2 separate regions of the Mus musculus genome follow, and region 2 is linked to region 1. The links are chromatin contacts, called in public promoter capture Hi-C maps. All regions are on one chromosome and are shown on one strand. Each heading gives the region's core, a stretch centred on a gene start, on an enhancer-like site or on the middle of the called end of the contact. The rest is flanking DNA. Distances are from core to core; before and after follow the strand shown. Region 1 overlaps Fat2 (FAT atypical cadherin 2). Region 2 holds the start of Atox1 (antioxidant 1 copper chaperone).

Region 1 (6,448 bases), core at 2,864-5,363:
AGGGGAGGGGAGGGAAGGGAAGGGAAGGGAAGGGAAGGGAAGGGAAGGGAAGGGAAGGGAAGTCAATAGCATAGTCTTCCCACTGTTTTGGAGATGGGAAACTGAGGCCAAGAGAGGGAAAGTTTATCCAGTATTTCAATGACTCGAGTCCTCGGCAGCCATCATTACTATCCTGCTCCCTGCCTGCTCTGATGTAAAATGGTATGCATCAGGGTCATTGGAGAGTACGTGGGAGCAGGTCAGGAAAGTGGTGTTTGTGTTTTAAAAGGAACCTGGGGAACGGAACACAGCATTTACATTGCAGAACAAAGCCCTTGTGGTGAAATTCTAAGCACTGAGAGATAGTTGGGGCTCAGCTGGGGTGGGAGAACCTTTCTCATACACACATGTATACTTGTATGCATATTTGCATATGTGGAGGCACATGCACCCAATAATATGAGGTATCCCGAGGAGGATGTCTAGTGTTCTGCTCTATTGCCTTCTGTCTTATTCTTGTGAGATAGCGTCTCCCAGTACTGAGCCTCAGACTGCACACACACACACACACACACACACACACACACAAGAGTGGGAGTGGTAAAGTCACAGGTTTGGGGGTGAGACCTCTATCCCATGGGGCTGGAAAAATAGCTCAGTGCTTAAGAGCACTTGTTGCTCTTTCAGAGGAGCTGGGTTTAATTCCCACCCCCTACATGGTGGCTCACGAATGGTCTGTAGGATATTATTCCAACTCTTCTGGCCTCAAAGGGCATCAGACACACATGCGGTGCACAGACATACACGCAGACAAATTATTCATGCATTAAATATTTTTTTTAAAGAGGGACCTTTAAGACTCTGCTAAGTACTTCTCAATCTCTGCAGGTGTGAGATGGAAGCAAGGGGTTGTTCTGGAGGACACTGTCTCATCACTCCTGAGATTAAGAGAGGGGACTGGGGACAGCAGGAGTTCCTGGTAATCATAGTAGCCTTACCTCTCCTCATCATTGCCACCGTGGGACTCCTCCTCTACTGCCGTCGCTGCAAGTCTCACAAGCCAGTGGCCATGGAGGATCCAGACCTCCTAGCCAGGAGCATTGGTGTCGACACCCAAGCTTCACCTGCCATTGAGCTCGATCCCCTTAACGCCGGCTCCTGCAATGACTTAAACCAACTGGAGCCCAGTAAGACCTCAGTTCCAAATGAACTTGTCACCTTTGGACCTAGCTCCAAACAGCGGCCGATGGTGTGCAGTGTGCCTCCCAGGCTCCCACCAGCTGTAGTCTCCTCCCACCCTGGCCACGAGCCCATCATCAAGAGAACCTGGTCAGGCGAGGAGCTGGGTCAGTATAGCCAGAAGTCCCATGGCTCAGGGATGCATGGAAGTGGGTGGAAGCCTGAAATACTCCATTGGTATATACGTTGGTATACAATGGAACAACCATTGATCAAACCAATCTCTGGGTATTGGGCATGTAGGGATGCATTCCAGGTCACAGTGCATAGATGACTGGAGAAGATGCTAAGTCCCTTGACCCAGAGTTTGCAGCTCATCGTGTCTGTTCCATCACACGGTCCTCTAAACTCCAAATCACACCATAGGACTGATTAATGTTCATGTCATGAAACGTAGACTTGATGGTCTTGGGTGGACTTGGGAATAAAGTGGGGATGTCTGCACCCTTGTGCTGTTCTGGAGATGGAAAAAGTTCTAGCAGTCCAATCTGGAAGTGAGATTTAGCTGGCCCAGAGAAGGAAACTACAGCCCCTTTCATCTTTGGTTCAGAAGGAGTATATTTGTAAAGTGCCTTCTATTTTTTCTAGTATGTTCTCCAGTAGTTACAACAGGTATTGTCATGGCATGTCACCGAGGCCATAAAGATGAAATGAGTTGCTCTAAATCTCAACTTGTCATTGGCAGAGATGGGTGTGGGATAAGGGGACTCCTTCCAAGCCTCCTCTCATCCCATCACCTCCTATGACAGGCACTAAGCCATCACCAAGTCCACAGTGTGCATCCATTTCCTTCCATTCTGAGATTATACTCTCAACTGCAGCTGTCTAACGGAAGTGTGGATGGTAGAGAACTGTCTATGGTTCTCCCTAGACCTCCCTTCTCACCGACACGGGTTGGCAGTGGAGAGTCACAAGATGGGCTGGCATTGAGTTTAACCTCAGGCTTCAATTTACCTTCACTGGATTGTAGATCCATCTCAGCTTCCAGAGACGACATGTACAGATAGGTCATATGCCCACCAACTCCCCGAGCCATCCCTACCAAATGTCAAGTCATTGATAGCCCCTGTACAGCTTGCTAGAATGCACCATGGAAACACAGACCTCACCAAGTCTTACTGTTCTCTTTCAGTATACCCAAGTGGAGCTGCAGTCTGGCCTCCAACTTACTCCCGGAAGGAGCATTGGGAATATCCACATCCTGAAGCAATGCAGGGACCTCTGCCACCCTCTCCTCGACGCCATGTTAGTCCCGCCGTGATGCCAGATCCCGCTGGGCTCTATGGGGGCTTCCCTTTCCCCCTGGAACTGGAAAACAAGCGGGCACCCCTCCCACCCCGTTACAGCAACCAGAACCTGGAAGATCTGATACCTCCACGGCCTCCCAGCCCCCGGGAACATCTGCTTGCCCCCTGTCTCAATGAGTATACAGCTATCAGCTACTACCATTCACAGTTCCGCCAGGGAGGGGGTGGGCCATGCCTGGCAGAGGGGGGCTATAAGGGGGTGAGCATGCGCCTCAGCAGAGCTGGGCCATCCTATGCTGACTGTGAAGTGAATGGTGGGCCTGCCCCAGGACGGAGCCAACCTCGAGCTCCTCCCAACTACGAGGGCTCAGATATGGTAGAGAGTGACTATGGAAGTTGCGAGGAAGTCATGTTCTAGCTTTCTGCTCTCAGAGGAAAGCATGGGGGAAGCCCTGGCCCCACACTGTCTCCCAATGTCATGGGAAGTGAGTTGGGTGTGGCTGAGAGAAGAAGGGAGGCCAGCACATCCCCAGCCCAGATGTCCATCTCTTAAAATGTGCTCTTCAGGTCCCCAGCTTGTCCTTGAGGGTGGAGGGAAGCTGAAGGTAGAGCTGTAAAAATGGCGGTAGGGCCCCAGGAAAGAGGAGGTGCCCAGACAGGTGCACACTGGGGTGAGAACTAGGAGGGTAATCCCTCAGATCCGCCAGCTCCCAGCCCCAGCAAGAAAGAGCTCCAACCACCAGCTCAACGTGTCTGGGCCACATTCTTACAGCTTCTCACAGGCCCATCATGGGGCAGGCAGGTTTGTGCCCAGTAGGCAACCATGCATGCATCTACTGTGGAGAAGAGACCAGGACCTTCTAAGATCCGTGCAGTGGTCTCCTAAGGGGCTGAAGAGTAAGCAGCCTGTAAGCAGGTACTACAGTCACCCGAGTATCTGCTTTGTGTGTACCTTTGGGACATCTATGCCAAGTGTCATATGTCAGCATTGTTCTGGGCACTGGCAACAAGAACATTCTTGGAAGTTGAGTCACATGGACTTCCATCTTCTGGAAGTCTTGTTCTTGAAGCTTCAGGACTTGTTCCCCCTCTGCCGGTGGGATCCTGCCTGAAACCTTCTGCGCAGAAGAATTCAGATCTCTCCGAATGCTGAGTTAATTGTCCCAAACGTCCCAGGCACTTTTAGCCAAGAACAAGAAGGATGTAGTTCATTTGAAAACTTCTTAGGCACTTTTCAACCTTGCTGTCTGGATGTGTTTTCCCAAAAGGGTTTCTTCTTGTTTAGACACAAGGACTTCAACTGCCATCCAGGACCAGGTAGAGGTGGAGATTCAGCCAGCAGATCCAGGCCAGACACCCTGCCTTCTCCCTTCCCTTCATCATAGACGCCTGCCAATCAAGTGTTACCCCCACTGACTCAGCCCTATGCATGGAGGATCAGTGTGGGCACCCACGGACTGTGTGCATGTGCACATGCGTAGAAAGTTATGTAGCTGGGAGTGACAGAGACTGGAAGCCAGGGAGGCCTGTAGTGGCCTGAACACTCTGTCCTCTGCCAGTCCCTCTCTGGTCCGCTGCCTTTTCACGTGTGTGGTTTTGGAGTTAGAAGTCAAGAGGAAGAGACTCCCACCCACAGAGCTGTTCAGAAAGACTGCTGTGTGGGCGGGTGCATTTGTCGACCATGTGTGACTGTGGGTGTGACTGATTGCACAAGTGGCTTTGGTGGCCATTTGATTTTTTTTTTTTAACAATAAATATCTTTTTTTTTACTGTTATTTTCTGTGTCGCTTAGAGCACTTCAGGCTGGGTCAGGGCCATGTCAAGAGAGTGTCCAAGTCCAGGTTCATAAAGAATCCAGGAGCTGGAAGGGTTTATCACTCTGACACCTGCTAAGCTAGACTCTAGAGCTTAACTAGACATGACGTCAGAGGTCTGGGCGGGGCCAGAACACTATTTTGGAGAAACGCCTCCGATTCCAATATTCCTCAAGTTCAAATTTTAAAAAGATCTTTGAGCTGGGCATGATGGTGCACACCTTTAATCCCAGCACTTGGAAGACAGAGGCAGGCAGATTTCTGTGAGTTAGAGGCCAGCCTAGTCTACACAGTGAGTTCTAAGACAGCCAGGACTACACAGAGAAACCCATTCTTAAAAAAAAAAAAACAACAACAACAAAAAAAAACCATCACCACCATCATCACCACCATCATTATCACCACCACCACCATCATCATCATTTAATCTATTTGTATATGTGTTTGAAGGCCAGAGGACAACTATGGGAGTTAGCTCTCTCCTTCCATCAAGTAGCTCCCAGGGATCAAACTTAAGTCATCAAGCTTGGTGTCACACTCTTACCAGCTGAACCATCTCACCAGCCCCAAGCTCCTCAATATAAAGATAGGGAAACTAAGGCTATGGAGTACCAGGGTGTCTAAAGTCCAAGGCTCAAGACTTCATTTCTCAGCACCACATGGGATGGCTGCAGTAGGGGCCTTGCTAACAGAACAAGTCTTGGGGACCCAGCAACTACTGCTCCTCTGTTCAATGGGACACCCCCCTGGTGGCTGTCGAGACCTGAACCTGGAAAGTCCAGTCAGTCACAGATGGCCAGTGTGCGATATCCATGTGGACTCAGGGCTCTGCAGTCAGGTAGGTTAGGTTGCCTTGCTCTCAGCTCCACTGCACACTAATACATCCTCGATCAGCTTTGACCTGACTCTTGTTCTGAGAGCTTCTTTTAAGACCTCATGTTGCCCAGGCTGGATACATCCCAACTCAGTATGCAGCCAAGGACAACCTCAAAGTTCCCATCCCCCACCTCCATCTCCTGCGTGCTGGGTGTGCATCCTCACATGGGGTTTATGCAGTACTGGGAATAGACTTCAGAGCTTCATGCGTGCTAGGCAAGACTCTACCAATTGGAGCCACATCCCCAGTTCTTGTCAGAGAGGCTCTCAATAGGTCTTGAGTGGAAGACACAGAGATGTCACTCAATCCCCTTACACATGCATGAGCATCCCTCAAAAGAATGACATGTCTCTTGCATCAGTGAACCAATGTAGGCATACCAGGAGCCAAAGTGCACAGTACACAATAGAGCCCATTCCTGATGCTGTAACAGGACATCAAGCTTGATTATATCATATGGAACAGTTTCGCTCCTTCTGCCTCAGCTTCTCAACACTGGAATTCCACTGCACATTTCACAACATGGCAGAAGTTTTCAGGCAATCTACCTTAGCAATTCTTCCCTCCATGTGTGATACATACTGCTGTGCAGCCAGACTTCTACTCTTCCCATTTTATCCAGTCTGAGACTCCATCCCACACTCAGGGTTGGTCTTCCCCCTCAGTTAAACCTCTTTAGAAAGTCCCTGGGCGGGGGTGGGGTGGGGTGGGGCTGGAGAGTTGGCTCAGTGGTTAAGAGTGCCGGACTGTTCTACCAGAGGTCCTGAGTTTGATTCCCAGCAACCACATGGTGGCTCACAGCCATCTGTAATGGAATCTGACGCCCTCTTCTGGTGTGCCTGAAGACAGCTACAGTGTATTCACATACATAAAGTAAATAAATCTTAAAAAGAAAAGAAAAGAAAAGAAAAGAAAAGAAAAGAAAAGAAAAGAAAAGAAAAGAAAAGAAAAGGAACTCCCTTGAGGACATAACCAGGTGTCTCCTGGGTGATTCTTTTAAAAGTCACGGTTATACCAAAGATGGTCTGTATTTTCTTTATGATGGCTTCTGTGATTTTATGATATCTCTTCTAGTTTTATGTTTTACTAATGGCCCCGGGTCTCACTCAGCTTTTTAGATGAGGATACTCAGTCGTCAGCACCACTTATTGAAAAGACTGTCTTCCTACCAGTGATTCCCTTTGCTTCTTTACCAAAGTCCTTCTGGAATTGTTTGTTTGTTCTTTCAGTAGACAAACATAGTAAATAATATCACATTGTTAGTGTGATGGATAATGCTGTCAACTCAGTAG
Region 2 (6,448 bases), core at 2,399-4,898, 210 kb before region 1:
CAGAGGACAACAAGACTGCACCTGTTCCCTCATCCTACCATATGGGGCCTGAGGATGAATCTCAGATTGTTGCAGTCACCTGGGCCCATACTATAAATATCTTTTTGTTGTTGTTTTGGGACAAGATCATACCATGTAGCCTTGATGGGCTTGGAACTTGATATGCAGACATACTGGTGTTGGATTCATAGGAGACCTCTGCCTCCTCAATGATGAGATTAAAGGTGTGTATCTTCACTTTAGGCCTGGGGTTAGGAGTTTGAGCCCATCTTGAGCTACATAGTAAGATCTTGTCTCAAAAATTAATTAACTAAGTGAAAGAAAAGAAAAAAAAATAGTAAAATAAACCAGGACAACAAGAGCTCTTTCCACAGTCTAAAGAGTTTGATTCCAGGCACCCATCACAGGAGAGAAGCCACTCATGCAAGCTGTCCCCTGACCTCCAGGCACACACCACCATGGCTAATCAGTGCGTAACACACACACAATAATATTTACAATTTTTTATGGCTTTTTTAAAAAGTTTATTTATTTTATGTATATGAGTACACTGTAGCTGTCTTCAGGCACACCAGAAGAGGGCATTGGATCCCATTACGGATGGTTGTGAGCCACCATGTGGTTGCTGGGATTTGAACTCAGGACCTCTGGAAGAACAGCCAGTGCTCTTACCCACTGAGCCATCTCTCCAGCCCCTACAATTTTTTAAAAATTATTTTTTAAGAGTCCCTGTGGCCTGTCAGTCGCGTGCAGGGAAGATTTGTCTTCTAGTCACACCGAGCTGGTCGCTGGGTTTGTCAAAGGACATCAGCTGCAGAGTTTGTGATTTGGGTGCAGATTAAAGTCATGGCTGGTCCAGAAAGTGATGGCCAATTCCAGTTCACCGGTATTAAAAGTATTTCAACTCTTTCACCCTCACAGGTAGAATAAATTGTGTCCCGGCCATATACGGAGGCATTGCTTTGTTGGTCTTATACTTCAAGTTAAGGCCTAAAACAACTCTAGCTGTGAAAGCAAGAGAAATGGACTTGGAAATGTCTGACCTCATCTGTTAAGTCCCGTGCCTGAAGGAGCTGATGTGAATCCACTATGTAAAACTCAATTTGTACAAGAAATTATGAACCTGGAAAAAATATTTTTTAAATTTAAAATTAAAACCTTACATGGGTGGAGGTGGTGGCTCACGCCTTTAATCCCATCACCCAGGAGGCAGAGGCAGGCAGATCTCTGAGCCCCAGGGCAGACTAGTCTAAAGACTGAATTCCAGAACAGCCAGAGTTATACAAAAGAAACCCTATGTCGAAGATGGATGGATGGATGGATAGATAGATAGATAGATAGATAGATAGATAGATAGAATAACCTTTTCCCTTGTTCTGAGAGGCAGTCAATCAATCTAGCAAAACTTTAAATGGCAGACAATTCCTCACATACCAATTTGTTCTATTTTTAATTTTAGGGAACTGTGTGTGGTGACATCGCAACACTAGGTGCATTAAGGCCAGAAGCAAGCTGTACATCATCAGGTGAGGACTCTCAGTGAGGCATGTCAAGGGCAAGTAAAGAAAGTTGACTTCAGGAGATGAAATAAAGATGGCTTCCCTTCCCCCAGAATAAGTCTGGGGCCATCAGTGCTCAGCACTAGCTCCGTGGCTCTTGCATCAGCCTCTGGGACATTTCTGTCATGGACAGCTAGACGGAAGGTCCTTGTTCTCTAGAAGTTATGTGGAGTTGGAGCAAGGAGGCAGAGAGTGGTATCAGTTCCCTTTGGGGATATAGATGCTTTCCCAGAAGCCTCCCAGCCAGAACGTTCTGCAGGGGGACCTGTTTCTCGGACACTTATGTCTTAACCTTCTGGACAGTTGAATCTTCTCACATCCATCACACTTTTGTATCAGGGTGAAGGGTTATTAGTGCTTGGGACATGGTGTTTTGTAGTGTAGACTGGCTTTGAACTTTCAGCAATCCCCCTGCTTCCAATTCTTTTTGTTGTTGTTTGTTTGTTTTTGTTTTTGTTTTGGGGGGGTTGAGACAGGGTTTCTCTGTGTAGCCCTAGCTGTCCTGGAACTCACTCTGTAGACCAGGCTGGCCTCAAACTCAGAAATCCGCTTGCCTCTGCCTCCCGAGTGCTGGGAGCAAGGCGTGCACCACCATCGCCCAGCCTATTATGTTCTTACATTTATTTTATTTTAGTTCATTTTATTTAAGACAGGTTCTCATGAGGCTCAGACTGGCCTCCAATTCATAAATCCCCTGCCTCAGCCTCTGGAGTGTAGGGGGAATGCTTGTTTTTTTTTTTTTTAAGATTTATTTATTTATTATATGTAAGTACACTGTAGCTGTCCTCAGACACCCCAGAAGAGGGCATCAGATTTCGTTACGGATGGTCGTGAGCCACCATGTGGTTGCTGGGATTTGAACTCGGGACCTTTGGAAGAGCAGTCGGCGCGCTCTTAATTACTGAGCCATCTCGCCAGCCCCGGGAATGCTTGTTTATAGACACATGTGTGCCACCCTTACCCCATCCAGCTAGTCTTAGATTCTTAGGCTTTCCCCTGTTAGCCAACTTCTTATAACTTTTATGTTCAAATTATAGCATGGTTTCAGACTGAACCCATCCTGACACACAAAATGGCAGATTGCCTACTTAGTTTAGGGATCTCCTCTCAGCCTCCAGCTCAAGGACACAAATGGCTGGTAGAGGAGATAGATCCAGTCGGTTGGTCCTTCTGGCACTCTTGAGGAAGCCAATCTTCTTCATGGGTGTCAGTTACCCATGCAGTAACTCGGTTTACTGGGGCTGCCATAATTGGGTGGGAAGGACGCAGTCTCATGGGTTTTTTGTTTTGTTTTGTTTGTTTGTTTGTTTGTTTGTTTTTTGCATAGCCCTGGAGCTTGCTCTGTAGACCAGGCTGGCTTTGAACTTAAGAGATCCACCTGCCTCTGCCTCCAGAGGGCCAGGATTGAAGGAAGGCATGACCACCACCTGGCCCAGCTCTGCCTCAACTTTTCAAGCACTGGGATTACAGTTGTGAATTTATCTACTATGTGCCTTAAATTTGGATTTCTTTTTTAATATGTTTTTTCAGGAAAGGGTCTCAAGAAGTCCAGGATGCCCTTGAACTTTGCAGCCGCAGTAAGCCTTGAACCCAGAAATCTTCTGCCTCAGCCACGTTAGTATCCGGGTCAACAGGCCTGGCGCCCTAGGTCAGGCCACTGTAGTTTAGGGACTGAGTTGAGTGGTAAGCAAGAGAGATGGTCCCTTTAGGGAGATGCCAGATCTTTTATTCCCAGAGCCTTGGCCTTGCATTCCCTAGCCCTGTTTCAGAAATGACCCAGCAGAAAACGCAGGTCTGGCCTCCACAAGATAGCCTTAGCTTGACCTCAAAAAAGCCTGGCCTTTCCGCGTCCGGAGGGGCGTGACCTAACCCAAAAGAGAGGCGGGACCTAGTGAAATATTCATATCGAAAGGCACGGTAAGCAAGAGGAGGCCAGCCCAAGGGAGGAACCTAGCTCTAACTGGACCGGAAGGGACAGGGAATTTAGCAGATCCTTCCTCAAAGGGCCGGGCCTTGACGAAGCTAGCCCCGGAAGAGGCGGGGCATAAGTGGAGCCCAGCCCTAGGGCGGGGCCTGGCCGAAGGATGGGTTGGCCTGAGGGCGGGGCTTTCAGGAGCGCTCTCCGGAAGCGCAGCTTTGGTGTCCGGGAGAGGAGTTCCAGTCGTCGTCGCCGCTGCCACTGCCCGTGTGTGCCGCGTCAGTCATGCCGGTAAGTGGCCGTTCGACCCGCGGGAACTTCTGTCTCCAGCCCGGATGCACTGTTTCCGAGCCCGACGCTGCTGTCAGGGCGCAGGCCGTGGCCAGAGCTGCAGTCGTTTCTCAGTTTACCTTCCGCACGGTCCTCCGGCTTCGGGACCCTCCGGAAAGCTGCAGAGAGCAGTGTAGTGCAGAACACAGGCCTCCGGATCGCCCTAGAGAGTCTTCGAGAGGCAGCCCCATCCTTTTCTGCATAATGGGGAAACTGAGGCAGGGAGGTAGGGCAGAGAACCCATATAGGAATGCGGGTACCTGGCCTTTCCACATGCATACCCTGCCGCCTGCAGGCTTTCCAGAGAAGCATGTCTCTGTTCATCTCTCCTGCCCACACTGCCCTGCTTCCACTTCAGCACTGGGCCGACAGGGTACTTTCTTCCCCAACCAGGAATCCCAAAGCTCAGAGCAGAGTTTAAGGAGCCGAGAGCAGCGCTTATCTTGCCTTTGAAATCACCCCACTCCTTTGCATGGCGGCTTCTAGTCTCATTGCTTAATTTAAAATGAAGGCCTTACATGAGGCCTTGGCACATTACACAAGAAGAGAAGAAAAACCCCAGTGCTTGCTGGAAAGCGTTTATTGTTGGGAGCTAGCTAGGTAGGTAGGATACAAGATGGAGCCAGACCACCTGGGAAGTGCTGGGCAAAACCAGTTGTACTTGTTTGGGGGCAAGCTCTAATCTCAACTGAGTTCCGGAGATGCTGGTCTAGAGTTGTGGAGTGGAGAGCATTTTCCTCCCAGTGCCTCTCAACCCAGAGGTCTCCCAGGAGTATTCTGTGTTTTAGCAGCTTATCTTCTGGGAATGAACCTGAGGCTTCTTCCTGGTACAAATCCTTAAACCTCTCAGGTGTCATTCTTGTGGTTCCTGCCCATTGTCTTCAGACCCTGTCTGCACAAAGCACAGACCAAAAAAAAAAAAAAAACTTGGTAAAGTCCATCCTGCCAGTCAAGCTAGTCCATGTGACAGACTCCTTGGTGACCTCAGGATTCCAGAGTGGAGGCTGCCCGGCTGCTCTTCAGAGGGCAGCAGTGAAGGAAAAAAATAGCTTGAGGGCCTCTCTGTTCTGTGTCTGCCTCTGGGGACACAGGATTTAATGGGAGATGAACAGGCACCTTATCAAGACAAATTGCTAAGTGCAGGGAGGTATTGGTCAAGTGCTACCTCCAATCTAGCCAGGGAAGTAAGTCTTACCCAAGATAGTTTGCAGACCAAAGCTTAACCCAGAAACCTGAAAGTTTGCCCTTGGCTTGCCAGCTGGGCAGCCTCAGGCAAGTTGTTCTGCCTCTCTGAGCCTTTGTCTCCTCATCTGTAAAATCAGGACTGAAAACAGACCTTTCAGGACTGAGGTTGGTATTAACTGGAGTTATATCATCATATTTAACACAGCTAGTGACCCATCTGTCCCCAAGGAGTAGTGACTCTTATGTTGATGTAGGTCGAGTGGGGTAGAACTGGGTAGGCAGGCTTCCACTCCAATTTAACATGGGTCTCACTGGTTAAAAGTTCAAGTCTTGTGTCCTCTCTCCAGCCTAGGCCTTCCTACTCATGAGCTGTGTCTCCTGGGGTCAGTATTTAACCCCGGAGCTTCAGCCTTCTGATCTCTCACAAGGTAGAGTTTCCTGGCTTTTTGAATCATTGTAGCGATTAAAGGAGACATAAAGGAGACAGTGTAACAAGGTGTGAGAGAGTCGGGCACATCAGAGATGTGCAGATACTAGTAAACAGGACTCTAAGACACCAGTGTTCAAAGACTCAGCGTCCTCTAGAGGAATAGTGTCCTCCTCTTCCTCTTTCTCCTCCCCCTCCTACTCCCCCTCTATTCTCACTCTTCCAGTTCTAGTGTCTATAAAAGAATCATACCACTTACTGGCTTTCTGAAGTAATTAATATATATAATATAGTAATACAACAATATGTAGTATAACAATATATATTATACTTATGAGGATTCATTTTGTTATTATCGTTACCAAACATCACCATAGCCCAGGTTGGCTGTAAGTGAATACCTAGCCCAGGATGACTCTTAAACTCATAGCAATCTTTCTGCCTTAGCTTCTCAAGGGTTGGGTTTGCAGAAGTGAGCTGCCACACCTGGCTTATGGTTTTGTTTTGTGGTGCTAGGTGTTGAATCCAGGGCCTGTGTATACAATGTATGTGCTCTGTCACTGAGCCTCAAACCCAAGACCTAAAGAAAGGATCCTGGGGTCTAGTGGCCCTGGCGAGACACCCAGAAGGTGGAGCAGTTTAGGGAATACCCTTGTGAAGACTGGATCACCCTGTCCCTTAAGCCAACTCTGTGTCATCATGTTTAGTTGCACAATGTGTAGGCAGAGGTAGGGAGCTCTGAGCTGGAACATCGGCCTCCTGGAGCGGACCCCTGACCTCTGACCTCTGTGCTGTGAAAGAAGTCCTTTCCTGCCGTGGTCCTCAGTTTGGAGCTCAGATAACTGTTGACTTTAGCTCCTTGAGCAGCAAAAAATTATCCTCTGAAACTCCATTTCAGAGCTTCTTCTGAGAGTAGCTTGTGGAGCTATGCTAAGATTTGCCTGGAGCAAAGAAAGCCTCTCTCCCCTAGGGCCTTCACACCCATGACCTCATCACCTTAGTGAATCCTGAGCAGAAGGAAATGAATGC

Evidence for each region. Promoter capture Hi-C pulls out the DNA fragments that hold promoters and counts their contacts.
Region 2: a contact with region 1 is called in a promoter capture Hi-C map of hippocampal neurons, with 2.2 times the contacts expected there. The contact joins the promoter of Atox1 here to the enhancer-like site in region 1. A contact is called at or near these places in 2 of 39 promoter capture datasets (cranial neural crest and hippocampal neurons), 10 of 484 Hi-C or Micro-C datasets (the CH12 cell line, brain, cardiomyocytes and 7 more), 2 of 115 datasets of contacts at active chromatin or transcription factors (bone marrow-derived macrophages and embryonic stem cells) and 1 of 9 other capture datasets (liver).

Annotation. Positions count from the first base shown.
Region 1 is chr11:55,248,401-55,254,848 of GRCm38.p6, reverse strand. It overlaps Fat2 (FAT atypical cadherin 2), which reads left to right. Exons shown (of 23, transcript NM_001029988.2): 22 at 868-1,325; 23 at 2,351-4,239. The coding sequence ends at 2,883. Among named protein-coding and RNA genes, the nearest start is that of Slc36a1, 47 kb to the right of the region's middle. Within about 2 kb of position 4,113, at least 7 of the 459 cell types and tissues checked have an H3K27ac peak or open chromatin away from gene starts, as enhancers often do. A contact at or near this core is called in hippocampal neurons, where this site is marked.
Region 2 is chr11:55,458,408-55,464,855 of GRCm38.p6, reverse strand. Atox1 (antioxidant 1 copper chaperone) reads left to right here and starts at 3,648. Exons shown (of 4, transcript NM_009720.3): 1 at 3,648-3,768. The coding sequence starts at 3,763. It also overlaps the pseudogene Gm12235.